Linked DNA regions of Mus musculus: regions 2, 3, 4, 5, 6 and 7 are each linked to region 1. A link is a contact called in public HiChIP or PLAC-seq and promoter capture Hi-C data. All regions are on one chromosome and are shown on one strand. Each heading gives the region's core, a stretch centred on a gene start, on an enhancer-like site or on the middle of the called end of the contact. The rest is flanking DNA. Distances are from core to core; before and after follow the strand shown.

The links. Promoter capture Hi-C pulls out the DNA fragments that hold promoters and counts their contacts. HiChIP or PLAC-seq counts read pairs in DNA pulled down with a chosen protein or histone mark. Capture Hi-C pulls out chosen DNA fragments and counts their contacts.
Region 2: a contact with region 1 is called in a promoter capture Hi-C map of liver. The contact joins the promoter of Pcsk4 here to the promoter of Btbd2 in region 1. A contact is called at or near these places in 3 of 39 promoter capture datasets (hippocampal neurons, liver and neural stem cells), 3 of 115 datasets of contacts at active chromatin or transcription factors (bone marrow-derived macrophages, embryonic stem cells and pancreatic cancer cells) and 3 of 9 other capture datasets (adipose tissue, liver and pancreatic islet).
Region 3: a contact with region 1 is called in a promoter capture Hi-C map of hippocampal neurons, with 2.2 times the contacts expected there. The contact joins the promoter of Mex3d here to the promoter of Btbd2 in region 1. A contact is called at or near these places in 9 of 39 promoter capture datasets (the HPC-7 cell line, cranial neural crest, embryonic stem cells and 5 more), 3 of 484 Hi-C or Micro-C datasets (B cells, embryonic stem cells and erythroblasts), 10 of 115 datasets of contacts at active chromatin or transcription factors (the SCID.adh cell line, bone marrow-derived macrophages, embryonic stem cells and 4 more) and 3 of 9 other capture datasets (adipose tissue, liver and pancreatic islet).
Region 4: a contact with region 1 is called in a promoter capture Hi-C map of neural stem cells. The contact joins the promoter of Sgta here to the promoter of Btbd2 in region 1. A contact is called at or near these places in 2 of 39 promoter capture datasets (frontonasal cranial neural crest and neural stem cells), 2 of 115 datasets of contacts at active chromatin or transcription factors (astrocytes and pancreatic cancer cells) and 1 of 9 other capture datasets (adipose tissue).
Region 5: a contact with region 1 is called in an H3K4me3 HiChIP or PLAC-seq map of bone marrow-derived macrophages, with 2.5 times the contacts expected there. The contact joins the promoter of Gamt here to the promoter of Btbd2 in region 1. A contact is called at or near these places in 2 of 39 promoter capture datasets (cranial neural crest and pre-B cells), 2 of 484 Hi-C or Micro-C datasets (embryonic retina and pre-megakaryocyte-erythroid progenitors), 4 of 115 datasets of contacts at active chromatin or transcription factors (bone marrow-derived macrophages, differentiating embryonic stem cells, epiblast stem cells and 1 more) and 3 of 9 other capture datasets (adipose tissue, liver and pancreatic islet).
Region 6: a contact with region 1 is called in a promoter capture Hi-C map of neural stem cells. The contact joins the promoter of Adamtsl5 here to the promoter of Btbd2 in region 1. A contact is called at or near these places in 2 of 39 promoter capture datasets (the SN4741 cell line and neural stem cells), 1 of 15 datasets of contacts at CTCF or cohesin (large pre-B cells), 1 of 484 Hi-C or Micro-C datasets (embryonic stem cells), 1 of 115 datasets of contacts at active chromatin or transcription factors (pancreatic cancer cells) and 1 of 9 other capture datasets (adipose tissue).
Region 7: a contact with region 1 is called in an H3K27ac HiChIP or PLAC-seq map of microglia, with 6 times the contacts expected there. The contact joins the promoter of Gng7 here to the promoter of Btbd2 in region 1. A contact is called at or near these places in 2 of 39 promoter capture datasets (the SN4741 cell line and maxillary cranial neural crest), 2 of 115 datasets of contacts at active chromatin or transcription factors (microglia and pancreatic cancer cells) and 2 of 9 other capture datasets (adipose tissue and liver).

The regions. Positions count from the first base shown.
Region 1 is chr10:80,655,025-80,658,372 of GRCm38.p6, forward strand. It overlaps Btbd2 (BTB (POZ) domain containing 2), which reads right to left and starts at 1,470. Exons shown (of 9, transcript NM_145361.3): 1 at 1,106-1,470. The coding sequence starts at 1,461.
Region 2 is chr10:80,327,816-80,331,229 of GRCm38.p6, forward strand. Pcsk4 (proprotein convertase subtilisin/kexin type 4) reads right to left here and starts at 1,658. Exons shown (of 15, transcript NM_008793.2): 1 at 1,456-1,658; 2 at 1,131-1,235. The coding sequence starts at 1,635. It overlaps Reep6 (receptor accessory protein 6), which reads left to right and starts at 2,330. Exons shown (of 5, transcript NM_001204931.1): 1 at 2,330-2,530. The coding sequence starts at 2,416. It overlaps Gm51809 (a long non-coding RNA gene), which reads right to left. Exons shown (of 3, transcript XR_003949017.1): 2 at 3,128-3,326; 3 at 2,644-2,677.
Region 3 is chr10:80,385,623-80,389,415 of GRCm38.p6, forward strand. It overlaps Mex3d (mex3 RNA binding family member D), which reads right to left and starts at 2,029. Exons shown (of 2, transcript NM_198615.2): 1 at 1,039-2,029. The coding sequence starts at 1,798. It overlaps Gm30823 (a long non-coding RNA gene), which reads left to right and starts at 2,138. Exons shown (of 3, transcript XR_380610.3): 1 at 2,138-2,275.
Region 4 is chr10:81,058,795-81,062,358 of GRCm38.p6, forward strand. Sgta (small glutamine-rich tetratricopeptide repeat (TPR)-containing, alpha) reads right to left here and starts at 1,477. Exons shown (of 12, transcript NM_001358550.1): 1 at 1,334-1,477.
Region 5 is chr10:80,259,335-80,262,784 of GRCm38.p6, forward strand. Gamt (guanidinoacetate methyltransferase) reads right to left here and starts at 1,678. Exons shown (of 6, transcript NM_010255.4): 1 at 1,387-1,678; 2 at 434-579; 3 at 267-330. The coding sequence starts at 1,567. It also overlaps a transcript of Dazap1 not described here.
Region 6 is chr10:80,345,957-80,349,715 of GRCm38.p6, forward strand. Adamtsl5 (ADAMTS-like 5) reads right to left here and starts at 2,492. Exons shown (of 13, transcript NM_001285435.1): 1 at 2,400-2,492; 2 at 1,601-1,669.
Region 7 is chr10:81,012,756-81,016,342 of GRCm38.p6, forward strand. It overlaps Gng7 (guanine nucleotide binding protein (G protein), gamma 7), which reads right to left and starts at 2,170. Exons shown (of 4, transcript NM_010319.3): 1 at 2,101-2,170.

The sequences.
Region 1 (3,348 bases), core at 220-2,719:
AACCGCACTGGCAGGCGGTACACGCTACCACAGCTTGCACAGAACTCGCAAAAGGCCTCAATCCTTTCTGAGGCTGTGCCAGACCCTTGCCCACTCCCAAAGAGCTCAACTCATCGTGGCCATGGTGAGGTCTGGGGGTGATGGCTCAGACAGGCTGGAAGCCCAGTGCTGGAGGAACAAGAGGCAAGGGTCTCTGATGGGGCCAGTAGGTTAGATGGTGTGAGGTGTGAACATGGGGTAAGAAGGGGATCTAAGGGGTCATGGGTGGGGACGGAGGGGGCCCTAGAACTGGATAAGCTGGAGGAATGTTGGGGTGACTAATGGATTCAGAGAGCAGAGAGGATCCAGGATAGAACGGAGCAGAACCTAAGGATAAAATGAAATGGCCCTAGAACCAGGTTCAAGGCAGGCAGGACCCAACAGAACCTCCAGGTTCCCATGTTTAGGAAGTACACTGTGGGGGAAGGGGGTTGTGGGAACCAGGTTCAGGTGAAGGGGTCAGGAATCCTAAGGTAAGAGCCTGAGGCTCCAGATTCAGGGTCCAGGGGTGGTGAAAGGTCTGGGTGGGGTGTAGAGTCTGAGGTACATGATCCTGGGTGGAATGCAGATTCTTGGGGTGCAGGGTTCTAGGATGCAAGGTCTGGGGTGCAATATCTAGGAATAAAGAATCTGGGTGCAGTCCAGGCTCTTGGGATTAGGGTTGGGATGAAGGGTTCAAGCAGACTGCAAGGTCTGACTGCAGGATTTGGGATGCAGGATCCTGGGATGCAGGGCCTGGATAGGGGTGCAGGTCTGAGGTGCAGTCTTGGGTGGAGTTCAAGGTCTTGAGTGCAGGGTTCTAAGGTGCTGGTTCATGGGGTGCGGGGTCCAGGTGAAGTGCAGGATCCGGGTGGGGGAACAGAATGGGGGGGTGCAGGCTCTGAGTGGACTACGGGGTTTAGAGTGTGCGGGGTCCAGGTGGAGTGCATGGTCTGTGATGAACGGTCCCGGGTAGGGCGCAGGGTTTCAGGGTGCTGGTTCCTGGGGTGCAGGGTCTGGGTGGGGTTCAGGGTCTGGGGATGCAGGGTCTGGGGTTGCAGGGTCCGGGCGCGTCCCGGCGGCCCACCTGTGCGCGGGGACGCGCTGCGAGCTGAGCCCCTTGCCCACCAGGAAGTGCACGTCGCACAGCACCTCGTTGTTGAAGAGGAAGGCGAAGCGCTCCTGCACCGTGGGCTTGGTGGCCTGCCAGTTGTACACGGGCTCGCGCAGCAGCGCGCCTGGGCCCGCGTCGTCGCGCTCGTCGCCCACGGCCTGCGCGTCAGTCCCGGGCCCAGGCGGCGGGGACGGGGGCGGCGGAGGCACCGGGGCGCAGGCAGCGGCGTTGCTGGGGGCGGCGGCCGCGTTAGCACTGGGACCCAGGCTGCCCGCGCCGGCCCCGACCCCCGGCGGGCAAGACGCGCGCCCGCTGCCGCCCGCCGCCATCTTGTCGCTGCGGCGCGGGGGCGGAGCCACGGAGGGCGTGGTCATGGGGCGGGGCGTTTGAGAGGAGGAAGGGAGGGGCGGGGCTAAAGAGAGCCGAGACCTGAGAGGGGCGAGGGGAGGAGACAAAAAGGGAGGAGCCAACGGGAGGACGGGAAGGGGGAAGAAAGGGCAAGGCTAGGGAGGAGGATGGATTGGAAAGGGAAACGGGGAGGGAGAGAGGGAGGGAGGGAGGAGAGGAAGATGGAGAAGCGATTGTGAGCGTAGAGAGGAGGGGAGGGAGGATGGGCGTGGCAGGGCTAGGCCCAGGATTGGTGAGACAAGGAAGAGGAGGGCCCCGAAATGCCAGAGGAGGAAGGAGAAGGGGAAACAGAGGAAAAAGGGACCGAGAGAAATGAGAGGGAGAAATGGATACTGGGACAGAGAGGAGGGCAACAGGAGGGGTTGAATGGGAGGAAAGAGAAGGATGTGGTAACGGGGGAGGAGCAGAGACAGGAGGTAGGGGAGGTAGTCCGGGCCATGGAGGCGCAGGCCATCCCTGGATTCGAGCAAGGGCAGGAGGAGAAGGATGAGGAGAGGCAGGGAAGGCATGGAGAGGTAAAGGACAGACAGAGGAAAGAAGCAGGAAAGACAGCATGGGGAGGGGAGGGGAGGGGAGGGGAGGAGGAGGAGGAGATCACACAGTGGAGGAAAGAGGCCCAGACTTGAGGTGAAGGGGCGTGGTGCATCTGAGCACCCCGGGGCTAGAGGGCGGGGCCACAGGGTCTAGATGGAAGCCGACAGAGGAATAGGGATGGAGGGAAAAAGGAAGAAGGACAGGCCTTTGAAGATGGTGAATGCGGGAAGGTTAGGAGAAACGGAGAGGAACAGAAGGAAGTGAGGATGTTGAGGTCTCAGGCCCTTGATCCCACCCACACAATGCTCCTGAGCCCCTGAACCTAGCCAATCCCGGCTCTGCCTTAGGCTGTAGGACATTAAGAACCCAAACTAGCTGGGCAGTGATGGCGCGCTCCTTTAATCCCAGCACTTTGGAGGCAGAGGCAGGCGAATTTCTGAGCTCTAGGCCAGTCTGGTCTACAGAGTGAGTTCCAGGACAGCCTACACAGAGAAACTCTGTCTCAAAAAAAAAAAAATAATAATAATAATAATAATAATAACCATAATAAAAAGAGCCCAAACTAGACTGTGAACCCAGAAAGGGAAAGAAGTGGAGTGAGGGGTAAGGTACAAAGAGGAGGAGAGGACAGGCCAGGCCTGAGGAAGGAGAGACTGGAGGAGGGGCAGGAATTACTATGTATCTGGGCATGGTGGGCAACACCTGCCATCCTAGCACTGGGAGCCTGAGGCAGGAGGATCACAAATTCAAAGGTGGACAAAGCTACTCAGGGAGGCAGAAGGGGAAGAGAGGAAGGAGGGCAAGCTTTGTTTCCACAGGTTAATTAACAGGGACTGACTGGCTTAGTCCTGAGTCTCACGAATCTCATCTGGAAACAGGCTCAGCAGAGGGACCAATAAAAGTGAAGAAAGAATCCTAGCACGAGGATAAACCATCCAAACAGATTTCAACAGCCTGGATCAGGCCTTGCCTGCAAGCCGCAATAGCTCAGGGCCTTTTGTCCTGACAGCTAATAAATGTCTTTACTGTTCTGGGCAAGTCTGCTCTGTTTTTCTGTTATTTGTAGCCAAAGGCTGGGAGTTGAGGCAGCTCTCCTAGGCCGCCATCTTTAAACACCTGCCATTAGGGACTTTGCTCTTGAAGTGCTTATGACAAGCCTGATTTGATCACTGGGACAGTCAGGGGGTTCACAGCCAGTTAGCAGTGGACAGGAAAGGATTGTAAACGGAATGTCCTAGTACACACATGGTGGCAGCATTAGATGCATGCTTGTA
Region 2 (3,414 bases), core at 408-2,907, 330 kb before region 1:
CTGGGATGGAACACAGAACTTCCGTCCCACCATCCACTCTACCCACTGAACCTTTTAGCTCCTATCCCCTCCGTTTTCGTCCAACATCACCACACCTACTGCCCAGCTGGCCTACAGCAGTCAGCCTGCTCCTCTCAAAGCTACAACTAGGAAGGCAGGAAAAAGTCTTGTCTTCTACCCCAGGGCCTTTCCATGTGCTGTTTATCAGCCCAAAGCATCTCCTGTGCCCTTCTCCTTACACCCCATCTTAGTCTCTCTCAGGAGCCATGTTCTTCTGGGTGACCATCTCTGTCCATCTATCCACTTCTATTTATCTTCATTCTCTTCCTTCAGAGGCTTGGCTTCTAAAGACACTGAGTCCCTGTGGTGGTTTGAATGAGAATGGCCCCTACCTTTTATACTTGGCTGGGTTCCCAGTAGGTGAACCTGTTTAAGAAGGTCTATCGCTATCACTGGGAGGTGGGTGGTGGGCTTGGAGGTTTCAGAAGCCCATGTCCTTTCCAGCTAGCTCTCCCTTCCCCTTGTGAACTATCAGCACCACCTTGACCCCTCCTGCTATGCTCCCTGACATACTGGCCATGGCCTCACCCTCTGAGTCCAATAAGCTCCAATAAAGTCTTCCTTCTGGAAGTTGCTTTGGTCATGGTATTTGTCATAGCAATAGCTAAGATAGGTCCCAGTGCAGGTGATCCCCTCTCTAACGTATCCTGTAACCCTCTATGGCTCATACCACACCTCCATGCCTGTTTTTTGACTGCCATCTAAGAGTTGTTCCCAGTGGCAGACTGGCCTAATGTGGACAGGACACCTACAGAAGCACCAAAAACTTGGGCTCTGCCCCTGGTTCTGCACACTCACCGACTCCAGCTCCCCTGTGTGCTGAAATGGACCGGTTCCCTTCCCTACATCCTGTGGCTTGCAGGGGGGGAAAGGACCAGTGCATGAGACCTTCCATTCAGGACAACAGGGCAAGGGTTTATCTGAGTCCCCCTGGATATTAAGTTGTGTTACATATGCGCCTAGCTCACACATGGCTTCCCCAACTAGGCCCCACTTCACACAGGCCACTCATAGCAGGAACGGTGACAGAAGGCTACTGGTTGGGACACAGCATCCACGAGCACTCTCACCTTGGGATCTTTCTTCAGTCGTAGACGATGGCCCCAGTGTGGAGTCAGGGACTGCTGGGCCACACCCCGGTGCCGCAGATGGAAATACTGGTCGTCAGGGAAGATCTGGGAATGCGACGGACAACAGGGGCATAGCTGGGACCCTGCTCCTTTGATAGGATCTCCACGACTTTATACACCTCAGCCAGGGGTCCATATGACAGCCACAGAATCCCAAATTGAACATGGAGGGGCACACAGATACATATTTGGGGAGGTCTTGGGGACACCCTCCCATTTGTCCAGATCTGAGGTTGTCCAGACCCACACCCCACGTCCCACCCACCTGTCCCAGGTTGACGAAGCCAAATTTACGGGCCAGGCGCTCAGCTTCCTGGTAACCTTTGGTCACCCGCACTGCCCAGCTGCTGACATAGATGGGGGCCTGGGCTGAGGCCCACCTCACAGCCAGGAGGGCCAAAGTCAAAGTCAGACCCAGCCACAGCTCTGTCTGGGAGGGCCGCATAGCGGGGGGCGGGGCGGGGGCGGGGCTTCAGGAAGCACTCCCAGCCTGGACACCATAGCAACGCGAAGCTGTCAACTCCCAAGGGGCCTTGCGCTTCCTTCCTCCCCCACCCCCTCCCCACCTGGGAGGGGTGGGAATATTCCACTAGGAGTGACACATTCATAGGGACCTAAGCCTTCGGGAACCTCACTTTCTCCACCTATACAAGGACAACCCCTCCATCTGCCCTTAGGAGCAGGTTCAAGGTAACAGGTGCCTTCAACCTTTATTTGGCCCCGCCCACTTTTCTCCACGCCCCCTCCTTCGTGATCAGCTTCGTTTTTCCAGTGTAGTCCCGCCTCCTTTCTGGTCTGTCCAATCAGCGCTGATCTTTACCAGGCTCCGCCCATCTGTTCCTCAACTAGCTCCACCCACGTCAATCGCTCTCCGTCAATAATCTACCGCTTGTCCAATCACTATCGTGCCACACCCTCTTGACCAATCAACACGCCATCACCCTGGGGCCCCGCCCCCTCGGGACTCCTCGCTGCCGCCCCGGCCCTCACCCTGGCCAGAGGGCCATGCGGCCGGGGAGACGGGGCAGGCCCCACCTCCTTTGTCCGCCCTGCCCTCCCATTGGCCAGAGCCGGGGGGCGGGGGCGGAGCCAGGGTCCGGGGCCGAAAGCACTGGGCCGGGGGCGGGGCCGGGCGGTGGGCGGGTGGTGAAAGTGCGCTCTCGGCGGCGCCGGTGCGCGAGGTTGCGGGCGTGCTTCAGTGGCCTGCCCCGCGCCCGCCGCTGCCATGGACGGTCTGCGCCAGCGCTTCGAACGTTTTCTGGAACAGAAGAACGTGGCCACCGAAGCGCTCGGGGCGCTCGAAGCAAGGACCGGTGTAGAGAAGCGGTATCTCGCCGCGGGTGAGCCTGGAGAGGGGTGCATGTCACTTGGTTCCCAACGGGCACCATGAGGTCCTGGGTCCCATCACTGGAAAGGACTCATGTCATGGGTTCTAGACGAGCTCCAGGAGGCCCTGGGAATGCAGGCTTGGCTCCCGGGTCCTATCCCTGTATAAGTTGCAGGACCCAAGTTCTGACTGGGCATCTTGAAGTTTGGGTGCCCTCACCCTGGAAGGAGTTTACATCTTAGGTTTTCTACGGGGTTTGGGAGGTCCTGAGAGTTCATTCCTAGCTGCAGCATCCCATCTCTAAGATGGACCCTTATACCAGGCATCGTGAGGTTCTGGGAACTCTGACCTGGAAGGTGTGCACATCCTAGGTTCCTGAGGGCCTCTACAAGGCCATAAGGACTCAGACCTAGAAGGAGTGCATATCTTGGGTCCCTGATGGGCCTGGGAAAAGACCTCATGAGGTACTAGGCACCCAGACCAGACTGGGAAGAAATGCACAGCTGGGTCCCCAACAGGCAACCAAAATGTCCTAGGTGCCTATCTATGGAAGGGAAATACATTCTGGTTCCCCCAGGGACCCTGTTATTATTTGGGCATTCTGACCTACCTGTAGGGTCTCATCCTGGAATCCCAAGAAGGGGGATTTTCATTTGCCTGCTTCTCTTCCAAGGTCTTTGGAAAAGGGCACCCTAGGGTCCTACTGCAACTCTCCATGTGACCTGCCTCCTCTTGGGGCCCTGGCTGCATGCCAGGCCCCAAGTCTGGTTTCTCTGCAAGTCTGGTTTTTCCAGTGGCCCAGCTGGCCCCTAAGTGGATGGAAAAACAAGGGACAACAACCCCAGCCCTATCAGCCCATTGTGTGTACTCCTTCTCGAATATTCTCATGGAGAAAGT
Region 3 (3,793 bases), core at 779-3,278, 270 kb before region 1:
CTTGTTGGAGGATGGCAGTCACCTTTGCAATTCAAACCACTCACATCCTCCTCCATTCCTGAGGGTCCAGGGATGCCTGAGCCCCACCCTAAAGTTCTTAGGCTGATCCCCGATCTTAGCTGGGATATGAGGAGTGGGCTGCTGTGGTGAGGAGGGAAGGGGAAAGTTGGGGGTCATCACTATCCAGGCTTGTGGGTGTGTGAAGGGCCGGGCACTGCCCACCACAGTCCTGCCCGCCCCAGCAGCTCAAGGGCCAATGAGCAACGGCTGGCCTGATGTCACTGTGCGAATCTCAGCCTGGCTTTCGAACAAAGAGAACAATGGGGCGGCCAACAGAGACACTCCCCAGCTCCACAGTGCTGCCGCAGGGACCCCCATGTCTGGGTAGATTAGATCCCTATACCCTGGGACCGCTGGGGGTCAGCCTGTCAAGATGGGCGGGGTGAACCCCATGGAGAGCTTCTACAGCCAGGAGACCCTCCTATAAATGCCAGATTCTCAAGCTCAGGGTTCGCTGGGGGCTATAGTCATTTTCTCAGAGGACAGCACCTAGTCCGGACCTCCAAGCTAGAGAGCTAAGAGAGGCACCTTCTATCTAAACTACTATACTTCAATCCTGCCCTCCGGGCACCCTCCCTGGGCTAGCAAGTCTAAGCTGGCCCCGCCCCATGCCTATCTGTGGGTGGGTGGGGGGCAGCCCTAGCTGCTTCTAAGGGGCCTATGTCCTAAGGTGTCCCCCAGCTATGGCACATGGACTGTGGTTGTCCCTAGGAACCCAGACAAAGGCCGCGGTTGTGGCCACAGCTTGGGCAGTGCCCAACTTCTGCAGCAGCCGGCAGCTTTGAACAAAGGCGCCAAGAAATCCACCGAGGCCTAGATTCCACACGGGGCGTGTCCCTGGGGTCTCCTGGTCACATTCACCCTGGGCTAGAACGGGCCACAGCTTGTCCCTTCCTCCCACCAATACATACGTGCCCCCCTCAATATTTATCCAGGAGAATAAGCGCGCCCCTGCACTCCTCGACGGCAGCCACTCACCCTGACGACCCACGATCTCCGCGACATGCTCCGAGCTGGGCACCGGCACACACTCGGTCATGTTCACGCTTTTCTTGCGACTCCCGATCACGTTCAACTGCTCAGCCAGCAGCGTCGAGGGACCCAGGGCAGCCGGGTGTGGCGCGAAGCTGGCGAACACGTCTGGGGGTGATGGCCGGGGGCTCACGTCGGGGTCCAAAAGAGGCAGCCCGCCGGGGGCCACCGAAGAAGCCACGGCCATCGTGGGTGCCAGGGTCACCGAGGGTGTCAGTGCCATTGAGGGTGCCACCGTCACCGAGGGTGCCACAGCCATGCAGGGTGCACAAGTCACCGAGGGTGCCAGGGCCATCGAGGGTGCACTGGTCACCGAGGGTGCCAGGGCCATCGAGGGTGCACAAGTCACCGAGGGTGCCAGGGCCATCGAGGGTCCCACGCCCATCGAGGGCGCACCAGTCACCGGGGGCGCCACGGCCACCTCGAGCTCGTCGGGGGGCGCGGGCTCATCCTCTCCGCATTCTGTCGCCCCGTCCGCGCTGCGTGTCGCCATCCCTTCATCTCCGGGGCGCGCGCCCCCCAGCCCGAGCGCGGACAGCTGGTCCAGCGCCAGGCGCAGCGCAGCGGCCGCGTCGTCGGGCTCGGGTGGCGGCCGGGGCGCGGCATCCTCGGCTCCCGCGAGTGCAGGGTGCGGATGCCCGGGGTCGCCGGCGGTGGTCCCGGTTCCCGCGCCGCCCGCGTCGGGCTGCCCGGTGGAGCCCGGCATGGCTTTAGCGCTCGGGCCCGCGCCGCCGCCGCCGCCCGCGCCGCCCTCCGCGTCTGCGAGCTCGGCCGCCGGCCGCCGGCATCCAGCGGCGGGGCGGGGACGGCGGCGCGGGGATGCTGCGGGGACGCGGGGCTGCGGGGCGGTGGCGCTGTGGCAGGGCTGGCGGCGGCTCCTGGGCGGCCGAGGCGGCGGCGGCGGCGGCGGCGGCGGCGGCGGTGGCACGGGACGCTCGTGCCCTCCCTCCCTCCGCCCTCCCGCCGCCCCGCCCCGGCCCCGCCCCGCGACGTCACCGCGGCCAACAATGGGCAACGCCGCTGCGCACGCGCGGGCCGGGCCGGCAGTCACGTGTTTGCCCCGCCCCCGCCCAGGGTGCGGACCCTCCCCTTCCTCCTCCCTCTCCCCCTCCCCCTGGCCCGCCCGCACGTGCGGGAGGCGCCACAGGTGGGTCGGCGGAGCCCGCAGTTCTGAGCCACCTTGGTGCGTCCCGGGGATATGGGGAGGGTCGTGTGCTCCAGGAGCCCTCGCCATCACCCCTGGCTTCCCCGGCCTCCTCCCAGTGCCCGCCAGGGGACCTTCGGGACCTCTATCAGGGATCACTTGGCGGCCACACTGTGTTTCCCCTTCCCCGATCCCACAAAATCATCTCTGTGCTCAAAAGTGTGGAGTCCCCCTCCTGTGTCTTTCTTCTCTAGTCAGTCCTCGCTCTTCGAGAGCAGGGAAATCCTCCCCGTGTGCCTGGAGACCTTGGGGACCCTCTGGCAGGGATCACCTCGCAGCCACACGGTGTTTTCTTTCACATCAGCCCCTACACTGTGACTACATCGTAAAGGCAATATTCTCTAGTACCTGGCTTGCCCCAGGCTGTCCTTGCCCTCCAGAAGCCGGGGATTTCTACCTATGTGCACCTGGGGACTCTCTAGTTTAGGGTACCACACTGACTCTGGTCCCCCACCTCACCCTCAGTCATGGAACCCACTCTGAGTAACAGGGTGGCGCCAGCTCCTGTGCTGTGTTCTTCCAGCTGGTTCTGTCCTCCTCCTGACGACGGCGCCTCTATCCCAAGCACATTTAATGACTTGGGGACCCATTCCCCGAGTCACGTCCTTCCTGGCATGGTGTCTGGGCAGCCAGAGGTCCCTTTCCCCAAGTCAAGCCTTTCCCAACAGCTCATCCTTGGGGGTGGAGGGGGTTGTGTACACCCAAACTTAGACATAAGCACTTAGAACTTGTGGGGTGAATCGCTTCCCAGCAGACACTGCCCATAATCATTTGAGACGACCCTCACTGGAGATGCTGGGCTCTGAGGAAGGCAGCCTCTTCCACAGGCTCTGCCTACCTCCAGGGCCATACTGTCCCCAGCTGTTGCATATACCTCAGAGTTCCTGTTGAGATTTCTCATGAACAGGGAACAGGATGGACCTTGTCTGGGTCCTTGCCTACAGCTGACTGCAACCTCAGGTCAGTTGTGTCCCAGGGTCTGGGGCAGAGGCCGCTCCATTCTGCAGCGTTCTTAGCCACAACAGTGCCCCTCCCCCAATCCATGCCTTCCTGTCACTTTTACAACCATCATGAACACAAGTGCAGGTTGGAACACAGAGTGTCCTCACACCCCCAGTGTGTTAGTTCTTCTGCCCAGAAGCCACCTTGACCCTAATAAAAGGTCAAGAGCCAGTAGGGTACCATGGCTCACACCTCTAAGTCCCAAGCCATCCTAGTTTACTCAGGAAGTTCCAGGTCAGCCAGGGCTGTGAATTAAGAGCCAGTTTAATAATAATTACTATTATTATTATACTTAGATTATTGTTAAATCAAAGCTGGATGCTAGTGGCACAGGACTTGGGAGGCAGACAGGCAGTTTCTCTGTGAGTTTGGGGCTAGCCTTGTCTACACAGGGAATTCCAGTACAGACAAGACTATGAAGAGAAACCTTGCTTCAGGAGGGCGGGGAGAAAAGGAAAAAAAAAAAAAAGGAAGTACTGACTCCTCTTCCTAACA
Region 4 (3,564 bases), core at 227-2,726, 400 kb after region 1:
GACAATTAATGTCCAGGTGACAGACACAGAGACATAACAATTTCAACTGACTTTCTTTGTTTTTGTTGTTGCTAACATTTCATTTTTGGTTTTGGTTTTTCAGGACAGGGTCTCACTCTGCAACCTGGCTGTCCTGGAACTCATTCTGTAGACCAGAGGCTGGCCTCGAACTCTGAGAGCTCCTCCTGCCTCTGCCTCCTGAGTGCTGGGATCAAAGTCGGACACCACTACAACCTGGCTTTTGAGACAAGAGGATTTCACCATGTAGCCCAACATAGCCTTGAACTTCACTTCCATCCTCCCGATTCAGCCTCCTACAAGCTGGGATGACAGCCAGCAAGCCCAGCTTACAACTAAACGGGCCCAGACTGACATCCTTTTTACGTTAATTATGATGCCAGATGAGGTGGTGGCACCTACAGTCCTGGCAGAGGTGGCGCTGAGGCCAGCCTGGCTCACATAGTGAGTTCCAGGACAGCCAGAGACAGATAAAGACTTTGTCTCAAAACAAACAAACTATTAATTATGTCGATTTCATTTTCAGACAGGGTCTCACGTTGTGGTCCAGCTACCTCCACCGTGTTAGGTATCCAAGGCTGGGCCTGAACTCACTCCCCGCGATCCAGCTGTCTCCCCCTCTCAATTGAAAGACTGGATTATAGGTTGTGGACCAAAGTTCTAGACTATTTGCTCGAGTCTTTGCTTTTGGTTGTTTCGTTTTCTGAGACAAAGTATGTAGTCCTTGCTAGCATGGAAGTCCCACGATACTCCTGCCTCTGCCCATGTGTCAGCACACCTGCCTTACCATTGTTTTAAGAAAACTCCTCCTCAGAGAGGTCAAGCTATTTGCCCTAGCATGCACAGCTGGCCCTCTGCCCTTCAAACCCACACACTACCTACCTTTGGCACCAAAATCAAACACACCCTCCCAATGGGAAGGAGCACCCACAACTGCTCAGACAATGGTGACAACGTCCATTGTACAGAAGAGGAAAACTGAGGCTGTGGGCAGGCAACAGGCTAAGCAAGGTCACCAGGGTGAGGAATGGCAATGTAAGAGGGTCTTAGACCTTAGGGGCCCCGAGAAAACTGAGATCCGCCCCACACACACCTAAACGCTGACCTTTTCGTGAGAAAAAGCGACGAGGGGTGGGGGTGGGTTGGGACGCTGTCTGCCTCAGTTTCCTCTCTGCGCCGCCCGCTCACGTGACCCCGAAGAGAGCAGAAGTCCGGATCACAAGCCACCTTTGTCCCAGGGGCTCCCGAGCACAGCGAAGCTAAACCCACAGACCCCCGACGCCCATACGGGGCACGGCGGAGCCCCCAGCCTCACCTCTCAGTCGACCGAAGACCCGACCCACCGACGGCTGCGCCTGCGCACCGCGGCGCAGCCAAGCTCCGCCCTCAGGACCAAGACGCCTGCGCAGAAAAAAACCATTTCCTGTGTAGGTTTCCTTTTGCGCATGCGCTCAAGTGCACCCTTCGCTCTAAAACAGAAGTGACGTCACGCGAAGAGGGGGGTCACAAGCTGGTTGTTATGGAAACTGCCCTCTGGAGGCATCAGGAAAACCGGAAGTTAGTCTGACAGTCACCAAGCGGGTCAGGCCTAAAGCACGGTGGGGCGGCGGCGGACCCCTGAGGCACCAAGGCAGACCACGTGGTATGGAGTCTGTCACGTGATCTAGCTGCTTTCAGCAAGACAAATCTGAATCAAAGCCACTAACTGATGCTATGAAGTTTTTGGTTCTGTTTTCGTAATTTTTTTTTTTAAAGATTTATTTATTTTTATATGTAGGTACACTGTAGCTGTCTTCAGACACACCAGAAGAGGGCATCGGATCTCATTGTGGATGGTTGTGAGCCACCATGTGGTTGCTGGGATTTGAACTCAGGACCTTTGGAAGAGCAGTCAGTGCTCTTACCTGCTGAGCCATCTCACCAGCCCCCTGTTTTCGTAATTTTTTTTTTCTTTTTCCTTTTTTTAAAATGACAATACTACGAGCCCAGCCTGGCCCGGAACTCTTCATCCACTTCGCCCATCTTGGAAACTGGCATATCCCACTTTCTGTGAAAGCAGTAAGTGTGATTAACCACTAAACAATCTACTTCACTTATTTTTATATTTAAAACCTATTTACAAACTTATCTTTTGCACACCCCAACTTCTTTCTGATGCCTAAAAGAAAAACAAAGATTAGCAGCCAGACAGTGGTGGTGCTCGCCTTTAATCTCAGCACTGGAGAGGCGGGGGAATCGCGGTGAGTTTGAGGCAAGCCTTGTCTACAAAGGATAGCCAAAGCTACACAGAAAAACCTGTCTCAAAAAATAAAAACAGGAGCCGGGCGTGGTGGCCCACGCCTTTAATCCCAGCACTCGGGATGAGTTCGAGGCCAGCCTGGTCTACAGAGCGAGTTCCAGGACAGCCAGGGCTACACAGAGAAACCCTGTCTCAAAAAACCAAAAATAAATAAAAAAATAAAAATAAAAATAAAAACAGGTCGGGCGTGGTAGCGCACGCCTTTAATCCCAGCACTCGGGAGCCAGAGGCAGGCAGATTTCTGAGTTCCAGGCCAGCCTGCTCTACAAAGTGAGTTCCAGGACAGCCAGGGCTATACAGAGAAACCCTGTCTCGAAAAACCAAAAAAAAAATTAATAAATAAAAATAAATAAAACCAACTTATCTTTACTTTTGAATTATGTGGATGTCTATGTGTGGGTGTCTGCATGGGAATACAGTGCCTATAAAAATCAGAAGAGGGCATGGAATCCCCAAGGCTAGAGTTGGGTGCAGTGCAATTCAGGCCCTCTGCAAAAGCTGTATGTACTCTACTTTTTTTATTTTCTTTGAGACAGGGTCTCATACCGTAGGCAAGGTTGGGCTAAAACTGCACTACCCAGTTTGCAATATGTACTCTTAACCATTGAACTATCTCTCCTATTTTCATTTTACCATGTCTTACTATGTAGCTCAGGTTGACCTTAAATTTATGGAATTCCAGGTGGGCCATGGTGGCACAGGCCTGTAATCCCAGCGCTCAGTAGGCAGAGGCAGGAGGATCTCTGTGAGTTCCAGGACAGCCAGGGCCACACAGAGAAACCCTGTCTTGGAAGCAGAAAAGAAAAGCAAGAACTCTGTCCATCCCCCTGCATCAGTGTCCAAGTGCTGATATGATATGCTGTGATCCTGCCAATCCTCTGCACACACCCCACCTTTGACATGGCGTAGTTATAATTACCAAACTTAGTGTCCTGGGTTGGTTAGGGATGTGAGGTGTGCAATAAGTCAGGATAGAAAAGCTGTGAGGGACGTGAGAGGAGAGAAGATGTTGCCACCTTCACAGGAACTGATGCCATTCTCTATCAGAGAATTCCAGGGCAATTACCAACTCTTTAAGACTTTTCTTCTTTCCAGGGTGAAAACATACTGTTTTCTAGAAATCTTGCCAAAAATTCCCTTTACAGGGAAAGGGTACTGACATAATGAAACCCTCTTACAACCTGTGATTTCTGATCTTTATCTCATCAGATTAGTTTTAACTATCGAATTGACACAACCGAGAATCG
Region 5 (3,450 bases), core at 428-2,927, 400 kb before region 1:
ATACAGCTGCCCTTCCCACGGATGTGTCCCCAGTGCACATTGGAGGTGTGTTTGTTGGGATGGGGGACAACTTGTAGGCATCCATTCTCTCCTTACACCACGTACATCCTGGGGGTCAAACTTTGGTCATCCTTTTGATGGCAAGCTCCACCAGGCTGAAGAGGGTATGGTAGTGTAAAAGCAGGCACAGGCTGCCAAGTAGTACCCAGACGCTAGCGGGTTCCCCAGAGCTCAACCCCTTTGCCAGGCTCCCAGAGTTCCCTCACCATCAAAGTGACCGTCAGGCAGGGTAGGTGCCACCTCCTCCCACAGGCCTTTCAAGGGAACAACCTTGGAGAGGAGAGGGTCAAAAGAGGTTGAGGGTCACATGGGACCCCATGATCTCCCAGCCCTGAGGGTTACTCCCAGTCTGCACCCCAGCGGCAGAAGGTACCTTATGTGGCTGCCGCAGGGCCCAGTCTTGTAGACGCTGGAAGACCCCATCATTGCACTCAATAATCCAGTGTTCCTCTATGGGGGCCTGTTGCACCCTGGAGGCTGCAATGGCCATACCGAAGCCCACTTCCAAGACCCGGCCCCCTAGGAGGACAAAACATGACAGCTGGTTTGGGTGGGGGAGGGGGACTTAGATGTGAGGCCTGGCTCACACTTGCCTCAAGGCCAGCCAGCCAGCCAGCCAGCAGGACCATGTGGGTGGACAGAACAAAGTAACAGCAGAGTGTGGGCTCGGGCCAGCTGCCAATCAGAGCGGCTAGCCTGGGAGCCCAGGGCCTGGCCCCAGGGATCCCTGGACTCTGAGCCCCTGCCCACGCGATTTGTGCTCTAATCTGTGAGAAAGGGCCAAGCCTGGCTTGGAGGCTCTACACCTGCAGCCCCTCCACGTTTCATTCTGCACCTAATACCAAGTCCTCATTTGCCTTGGGTGAACTTTGAAGTCCACTCACTCACTGCCCATCTGCCCTGTTTGAAGCTGGGGTGCCTCAGACACCACCCCTTGTACAGAAGTTCAGGGCCACAGCACCGGGACAGCTGCCTCTCTGCTCAGTTTTCCCAAGCTATTCTTAGCAACAGCCCCTGGAGACTCGGAGGTTCCCGACAAGCACAAGCCTCACGCCCCTCTGCTCTTTCTCGCTCTTTCTATTAAGTTCCACTCGACTGTGGTCCGAAGACCCAGCCCCGGGAAGTAGAAATCTTCCCTGGGAGAGGAAGTTCCAGTTCGGAGCCGGGACCTCTTTCCTGCGTCCACTTTTTGCAAATACCCTTCCCTTCCCGACCAAGGTAGCCCCAAGGCAGCTCAGTGCCTCAGGCAAGGAAACTGAGACTTGCAACATGCATGGGAGCTCCTGCTCTTTTAAGCTGCAGCCTCAGTTTCCTCTGGCAGAGTACCTCTGGAGGCAGCAGCCGCCGCTAGCGCATGCATATAGGGGGTCTCCCAACGCTCCATCACTGGCTTGCCCAGGATTTGCAGGTGCGTGTCAGACGCGTCATAGGCCGCGGGGGCCGCGCGCCACGCGGGGCCGCAGTCCTCGCCGGGCGCGAAGAGCGGGCTAGCTGCAGAAGAGCTCATGGTGAGGCTGTGCAAACCAGGCCGGGAGCGCAGGGCTGCGGAGCCGCGGGGCCGGTGGAGGCGGAGTGGGGCGGTGCCTCTGCACAGAGATTAGCCTTGCACTCAAGTGGGTGGGAGCCTGAGGCGGGGGCGGGGCCTATGCGCCCTAAAGAACTCCGTGGCTGAGCCGTGTGGGCGGGGCCTACTCGCTGGGGCGGGGCTTTTCTGGGCTAGGGTGGGTCCAGTCATTAGAAGAGGGTTGGCCCTTGCTCTGGGAGGGGGTCCAGCCTGGCACTGGGCTGGGCCTGGGTGGATGGAGCTGAGGGACAGGGTGGAGCGTGCTCACGGTCGGGGCTACTCGCTGGAGCCCAAAGTAAAGTTCTGAGGGGCGGATCTACGGAATGGGATAGGTCCTGCACTGGTGGGCTGGGGAGGAGTCCAATCTTTTGCTATGGATGGGGCCAGAGCTGTGGGTTGGGACAGAATCCAGACTTCTATGAGGAATGCAGGCAGGAGCCATACAGGATGGAGCCTGTATGGTAGGACAGAGTCCAGCCTTCTGCTAGGGGCGGGGCCGGAGCAATGGGGTGGGGTCACCATTCTGCTAAGTATGAGAGACGAAACTAAGGAACGGGGCCAGCCGGCTGAGACCGTGGTGTCCAGCCTTCTGCTACGGATGAGGACAGAGCCATGGGGTAGGTGTTTATGGGATAGGATGAAATCCAAGCGTTCTGCTACTGGCGAAGCCTAGTCTTCTTTCACGGGTGGGGCCCAGCCTGGTAGAGGCAAAACAGGATCCGGGGCCTAGCTTTCCGCTAGAGCTGAGGCTGGCGCCAAGGAGGCGGGGCCTGAGGATAGGGTAATTGTGGAGTCCAGCTGAGTCCATCCTTTTACTATGAATGGGGCGGAGCCTGCGGACCTGGGCGGGGCCAAGTTATCTAGGCAGGAAGTTGGAGCCATGAGGGGTGAAGTGCCTGCGGTGCAAGGAGGGACGTTTAGAGACTACCAGTGGTCCCAGTGCCATGGAGAGTACCATATGCTGGCACGTGCACTGTTGTGGCTTCTGGAGGGGCGGGGCAAGCTCCCTGGCACCACATTTGGAATGAGGCTTGACTTTCTGCATTTGCCTGGCTGGCTCGCAAGGGTACTGGATTTACTGTTTGAAGAGGCTGTGAAACTTCCTGATCTCAGCGTGTCGTCCACGATGCTCCTCTAAGTTGATTCTTTTTTTTTTTTTTTTTTAGGTTTTTCGAGATAGGGTTTCTCTGTGTAGCCCTGGCTGTCCTGGAACTCACGCTGTAGACCAGGCTGGCCTCGAACTCAGAACTCCACCTGCCTCTGCCTCCCCAGTGCCGGGATTAAAGGCGTGCGCCACCAGGCCCGGCCCAAGTTGATTTTTTTATTTCTATTTATCCGTTTATTTAGAGACAGGAGCTCCTGACTGGCCTGGAGCTTGCTATTGAGAACAAGTTGGCCGCGAACTCACAGATTTCTGCCTGATTCTACCTCTGAACTGCTGGGATTTAAAGGCGTATGCCACCATGCCTGGCTGAATGCCTCAAGTTTAGACATTCATTGGCCTGGTGAGGTCCAAGAAGCCGGCCCTCTCTCAGCTGCTCTAATCCATACCTGTCATTCAGCAGCTCTAGCTTACTACTGGGTCACTTGGACATGTTAGGTGTAGCGATCTGATGATTTTTCTAAGAACTGCTGGAAAAGCAGTGACACTCTTAATCCTTAGAAGATGTTACAGCAATAACTGTTGGTGCCCTCATTTTACAGGTGGGGAAAACTGCTAAAAACAGGAGTGGAGACCAGGGCTCCAATTTAGAACCGCAACAGTTAGCACTTTTGGGAGTTTTGGTTTGTTTTTTTATTTATTTTATTTTTTGGTTTGTCGAGAC
Region 6 (3,759 bases), core at 1,242-3,741, 310 kb before region 1:
GCATACATATACATACATGTGTACATGCATGCATGCACACACACACGCGTGCACACACATGCACACAGTGCAGCGCTGGAAGATGCCAGCAGCATTGACTCCCTTCGCTGAGCTGAGCTACAGTTGCTCCCAACTTGGCATGGGTGCTTGGAACCAATTGTGGGTTCTCTTAAGGAGCAAGGTAAGATCTTGAACACTGGGCTGGTGAGATGGCTCAGTGGGTAAGAGCACCCGACTGCTCTTCTGAAGGTCAGGAGTTCAAATCCCAGCAACCACATGGTGGCTCACAACCATCCGTAAGGAGATCTGACTCCCTCTTCTGGAGTGTCTGAAGACAGCTACAGTGTACTTACATATAATAAATAAATAAATCTTAAAAAAAAAAAAGATCTTGAACACTGAGCATCTCTCCACCTCCTCCTGTGTTTATTTGAGACACTCTCGCTATGTAATCCAGGCTGTCCCAAAACTCTCTATGTGGCCCAGGCTGGTCTGTCAACTCACAGAGGCCCGCCTGCCTCTGCCTCCCAGGTGCTGGGACTAAAGATTTGCACACGTGCTTTTCTTTTTTTCTTTTTTTGGTTTTTCAAGACAGGGTTTCTCTGTGTAGCCCTGGCTATCCTGGCACTCACTTTGTAGACCAGGCTGGCCTCGAACTCAGAAATCCGCCTGCCTCTTCCTCTCGAGTGCTGGGATTAAAGGCGTGCATCACCACGCCCAGCTTTCTTTTTTTCTTTTTTATTTTTTTTTTAGATAGGGTCTTGTAGCCCAGGTTGGTCTTAAACTTCCTGAGTAGCTAAGGATAACCTTGAACTCGTGACCTTCCTGCCTCCCCTACTAGCTCCTGGACAGTGGGCACTGGGCTTTTGCTCTAGGACAGGCTTCTGCTTTCCTTTTGAGATGGGAGTCTTGATCTGTAGCTCAGGCTAGGCTCAAACTCTGAAAAATCCTCCTCCCTTAGCCTCCTGGGACAAAGTTGCTAGTCCTGGACTGCCACACACCCACCTTAATCAGTTCTTCCTATAGACAATGTGTTCTTTTATTTTGTTTTTGTTTTTTTTTAAAGATTTTTATTTATTTATTATATGTAAGTACACTGTAGCTGTCTTCAGACACTCCAGAAGAGGGAGTCAGATCCCATTACGGATGGTTGTGAGCCACCATGTGGTTGCTGGGATTTGAACTCAGGACCTTTGGAAGAGCAGTCGGGTGCTCTTACCCACTGAGCCATCTCACCAGCCCCAGTGTGTTCTTTTATAATGCACAAGGAATCCTTTAAGGACAGTTTTTAGGTGGCTGCAAGTTTAGTCACCCCTTTCATCTACCTTCCTGGGTGGCCAGGAACCAACCATTCCATTTCTCCAGGCCTCGGTTTCCCCATCTGTGCAGTGAAAACCCGCGGAACCCCATCCCTGAGTCTCTGAGAGCCTGTAGAGGGATAATTAATGGAGGCTCATCCAGAAACTCAGGGTGGAATGGATGTCCCCCTCCCAGCTGCCCCCCAGCCTCTGGGGACCGCTGTGCTCCCAGGTACCCCATAGCCTAAGGGACCTCCTCCCCACCCCCAACCCCACCCCGTGGCAGGCGCTGGGCGGCTGACCTGGCCTCCTGCCAACACGTGGGTCATGGTCTCATCTGCCAGAGCTGCGGGCTGCGGTGCCTAGAGGATCTGCGGACAAGAAGAGCAGGGTGGGGCTGAGTGGAGGTCTCAGTTTCCCCAACTGTAGAGACCGGATGAAGTCATTCTCAGCCGACGCCCTCCTCCTCGTGATCCCAGCCTGGCAAGACCAGCCAGGAGGGAAGGGAACCAAGATGAAGTGAGTCCCTTCTGGGCCCGGGCCAGGCTCTCTGAAGGGCACACGGGCTCTCAAAGATCTGCAGCCCACAGGGTCCAGGTACCTGAAAAAGGGGTAAGGAGGACAAAAGTACCCCGGCCCGGCTGGAACCAGGGTCTCTCCGGTTGTCAGCCAATCTGATGTCCTTTAGGACACCTTGGGACCGAGATGGCTGTAAATTGGAAACTCACGGGAACTGCTTCAAGACACTCGCCGGACCCTTCCTTCTGCGGGCCCAGAAACTGGGCTGTCCCGGGAAGGAAGGAAGAAGGAGGCTGGGGAAGGCCATCTCATAACCCCCTTCGTGAGGGGGGCTCCTACCCATGTCTGTCAATGCCCTCTCCCGAGCACCGCATCTAGCACTGCATCCCTCTCCCGCATTGGTGCACCAGTCACTGGGGTGTCGGTCTCCTGAGTTTCAGTCCCATCCCGTAGGAAGTGCGACCCCCAAACTCACCCACCATCCTAGGGATTGCTGCTTTCGCTCCGAGCAGGGAAAGAAACCAATCTCATCCCCGCCGCCACACCGGGTGGAATAGTGGCAGGATGGGAAGAGGGACTTACCATCTGCTGAGAGCCCAAGGCAATACGTCCAAGTTTCCCCGGGACGCCCCGGGGACTGGCGGAAGCGGCGGGGCCCCAAAGTGCGGGACTGCGAACTCGGTCGATCCCTCCCACCCGGGCCTCCTAGGCGCGCCCAGGCTGGGGTCACCGAGGGCGCAGGCCAAGGGCGCCCTCGTGCGGCAGGAGAGGGCGCACGCGTTGGGCCCGGACCTGCGGCAGGGGGCTGACCTACTGTGTCTGACAGCGCAGCTCAGCGGCCCAGCGTTGGTCCTGATATCCTGGGTGCCAGTGACCTTGGGAAGTGCAGCTGCGGGGCGGTGCGCGGGGGTGACTGGACTGCTATTCCGGGCGCCGCGCTCAGGGCCAGGGAATGTGCCTAGCGCTGGGGCTTGGGGTGGGATAGTCCATGCCAGGGCGCCCTCTCACTCTCAGTACCCCGTCCTGCTCCGTAGCACCCCGCAGCCAGATACGCCAGATTTCCTCTCCTCATCCCCATCACCCACTCAGGCCAGGCTCCTAGCTCTGTCCCAACAATCCCTGGGACCCCAACCCAGGTCTCCATCATCCCTGCAACTGGGACTTCCCACCCCGTCCCTGTTACCCCCAATTAGACCTCTCCACGCTGGTCCACATCATTCCCCAGTTAGACCTTCCTGCCTTGGTTCGCATCTCCACCCCCCCCGCCCCCCGACTCCTCACTCGAGTCCCAAGCATCCCCTCACGAGGCCCCGCGCGCCCGCTGGGGGCGGAGGGACCCTCCCTGCCCCACATTCCCAGGCGCTGCCGTCACCAATGCTCCACCCGGTCCCGCCCTCTAGGCCTGGACGCCAGTGCTGCTTCTCTCCACTGGTTTTGGCCTCAAGCCCTCCGCCTCAGTTTCCCATTCCCGGCACTCTGCCAGCCTCTTGTGGACCCCCTGACCCCATCGCCTTCGTGTAGCCTCCCGGCAGCCGGGCAGAAGGACGCCGCACTGCGATGATCAGTGCTGTGTGGACCATGCTATTCCTGGGCGCTGAACTCGCCTCCTCTAGGAAGCCCACCTGGCTGACCTCTGGCCCGCTTTCCTCACAGGGCACGGTGCCTGCTGTATGCACTCCCTGAAAAGCAGACTGCCTGCAGTATTTACTACACATAGAGGACAGTGTCTGCTGTATACACCTGCCTCAGGGAGGTCCTCTGGACAGGGCTCAGCACAGGACAGCCGCTGGAAACATCTCTGAGTGTGACCACTCCGTGACATTATTATGCAAGTCACTGTGTGCACACAGCTATGGCCCAGCAGCCAAGCCCAGTGTGGGGAGGTGGCCATGCATGGCCATGACTCCGATTTCTGACACCCATCATCCTGTTGAAGAAAAGA
Region 7 (3,587 bases), core at 920-3,419, 360 kb after region 1:
AAAAACAAGTCTGTGCTGTGGAGACAAAGATTAGCCGCCCCACTGAGTGTTCTTCGCCTGGGCACACTGGACTCACTAGGGGACCCCCAAGATCCTTCACGAAACAAACTGTGGGTGCGGGCGATGCAGGCTCAATCACTCACAATTTCAAAGTCACACAGAACTGAGTGTGAAAGTCACTCCATTAAGCTCACTCAGGAAGCAGAGGCAGGGGGAGTTCCAGGCCAGCCTAGGCTACACAATGAGACCCCGTCTTCAAAGGAGGAAGAAGAGAGGAGGAGGAATGAAGGAAAGGAAGAAAGAGAGAAAGGAAGGAAGGAAGGAAGGAAGGAAGGAAGGAAGGAAGAAAAGCAAAGCAATAGAAATCGGAGTATGAGCAACCTTCACAGGGCCAAGTGTGGTGACCCATACCTGTCCTGCCACTCAAGACAGAGACTGGAGGATCAGGAGAGAGTTGGAGGTAGCCTGGGCTACAGGAGACCTTGTCTTAAAAACAGAACAGAACGAGCCACCTGGAAGAACTAAGCATCCTAACAAATACCTTGTAATCCCAGCACTGTAGAGCCTGAGGCAGGAGGATGGACATGGCTTCCAACCCTAGTGCCTCACTGGGGGATTCTAGGCAGGTTCTCCACCCCGGGCTCTATCCCAGTCCACATCCTTCCAACCTGGCTGCATAGATCTCAGGCAGTTTTTCACACCTCTGGGCTGTGGACACTGGGCCTGTTCATTGTCTGTGGGACACTATGGGCCCTGCAAGGCACTGTGCAGTCTTAGGCTCCACACTGCATGCCAGGACCTCCTCCCTGATTTGAGAAAGTTACACATGTCCCTAGATGTTACCCAGTGTTCCCTGCACAGCAGAGTCACCCAAGTTCAGAGACAATCTTACACTAAACTGCAAGCTGACTGTGGTGTTTTTGAGACAGTGTCTCACTCTGCAGTCGTGGCTGTCCTGGAACTCACTATGTAGCCTAAGCTAGCCTCAAATTTTCCATTTTTCTGCCTCAGTTTCCTAAGGACTGGGAGAGCACGCCTGCCACCACCGGGGTAGAGATTCTCATTTGCACCCCAGGATGGTGGGAGTCAAGGGGGGTTCCTCATAGTCTTTCTGTGACAGCTTGCACCAGAATGGCCTTAACACATATCTTCCCTGGCAGATACTGCAGGGAGCCTACCCAGGGCTAGCTGCCCTGCCCTCATGAGGAGGTAGGGGGGACTGAGGACTGAGGGACAGCAGCTAACAGATCAAAGCAGAGTCCCAAAGCCACTGAGAGCACTAGACCTGTCTGCAGCTGCAAACCGGTGAACTTGGTGCCTGGTTCCCTGACACCTGGCAACAGTTTCAGTGCTATAACAAGAGGTCCCCCAGCCAGCCACCGTCACCCTCTCTCCCACCTCGCCCCTACCCCCACCCCATCCCACCCCCGCAGTGGAGAGCTGCCCACACACCTTAACACTATTGCCCCTAACACTCCCACAGGAAGTTTCTGAAACAGTCAGTCAACACTGGAGCCTTGTGCACCCCAAGATCTAAGCCTATGTACCCTGAGTCCCTGAGAGGGACACACAGGTACCTTCCCCCTGCTCTATGTCTTTGTCTCCAAGGTGTTGGTACTGTGTGCAACCAAACAGCAAACAGGTAGTGCCCCACTCCTCCTTGACTGCACCCCACTCCTCCCTGACTGCACCCCTCTTCTCCATGACTGAACTCCATTCTTCTCTGTCTGTATCCCACTGTTGTCTGACTTCACTTCACTCCTCCCTTATTGTACCCCACTTCTCCTGACTGTACGCCACTCCCCTGACTACACCACACTCCTGTCACCTTACCCAATACGTATCTGACTGCACCAAACTCAGTCTTGTATGACTGTACCCCACTCCTCCCTAATTGACTGCACCCCACTCCTCCATAACTGATTGCCACCCATTCCTCCCTGATTGCACCCCACTCCTCTTTGACTGCACCCCAACTCTCTCTGACTGCACCCCACTCTTGTCTGACTTCACCCCACTTCTCTGGGCTGCCCCCGTCCTCTCTGAGGCAGCCCACTCCTCCCCGATACACCCCGAGTCTCTTCAGCATGCGGAGCTCACCTGCCTCCAGCCAGTGTCTCAGCAGCCGCACAGCCGAACGCACCGCGGGGCCTAGAGAGGGCTCTTCCATGGGGCGGGGTCTCCCGCGATGAGGGCGGAGCCTCTGTAGCATTCGGACCAATCAGAAGCCAAGGTGGCGGAGGTTGGTCCAGAGGAGGAGCCTAGGGCCGACAGTCTGGTAGGCTTAGCCTTGGGGGCAGGGCGGGGCTTCGGGCTCGAGTGGGCGGGCCAAACCCAGGAATGGCGTCTCCACGGGCCATTCACTAGCTGGAGGGCGGGGTTATGCGTCTAAAGATTGGCAATCAATGGTGCAATCAAAGGGGCCTCTCTGAGGAGAAGCTGCTTAACGTTAGGCATGTACTAAGTCAGGCTTTGTTTTGTTTGGATTTTCGAGTTTATTTTATTGGTGTGTATTTATTGTATGGTATAATGAGTTTCATTATGACGTTTGCATACATTTGTATCCCATATTGTGATAATATTCATCTTCCGCTGAGCATCATTTTAGCAGTAAGAAAACACCGATCAAACTCCCCATCTCAGCCCAGATCTAACAGAACAGCAAGGTCCAGTCAAAAAACCCCATGGGAGCCAGGGACAGGAAGCTCCCTTGTGGTTTTCAAGGAACGAGTTTGAATCCCGAGCAGAGACCCAGGATAGTGAGGAAATACTGATTTTTTATTTGCTTGTTTATCATTTCTGTATTCTGATGTTCATCTCCGGTTTTTTCTATTCTCTCTGTTACTTGGGTTTTTTTTTGGCTTTTGCAGTACTTGGCTTGGGTTATAACTTCAGCCATATATATATATTTTAAGACAGGGTCACAGTAAACCGCCCAGGCTGGCCTTGAACTCACCATGCAGGAGAGGATGACTTTGACTCTCCAGTGGGGGCAGTGGCACCAGGGACTCATGCTGGAAGCCCCAGCCCATGGGTCTGCATTCTCTACAAGTTTTCTTGGTGACCTCAGAGACATCTGGAACATCCCTGCAGGTAACAGCCATCCCAGGGAAAGACCAGTGCAGCCCCTGGGTGGGTGACCTCAGGATTCTGGTGTGGACTGACATTCTGTGACAGACAATCTACTGGCTCGGCTCCCTGGACTCTTGTCATTCCTGAAGGAACCTGGCTATCATCCACACACACATCCACACACATACATGCACACACATATGAATGCCCCCACCACAGACATGCACAGACAGGCACACACATGCACGTGTGCTCACACACACAAACACACACAAACACTGCACTTTATATTCAGAGAAAGCCCAGAACCTTTCTTCAGTGTTCTTCCCTGGCACATCCCATCCAGGCTGTCCCCAGACCCTACTACTGTTTGTGGTTCACCTGGTAGATGCAGAGTTGGGCTATCTTCCAGCACTTGAGAAGATGAGGCAGGAGGACTGCCCCAAGTTTGAGTTCAGTTTGGGCTACATGGGTGAGTTTGAAGCCATTGTAGGCAACATGAGACCCTGTTTCAA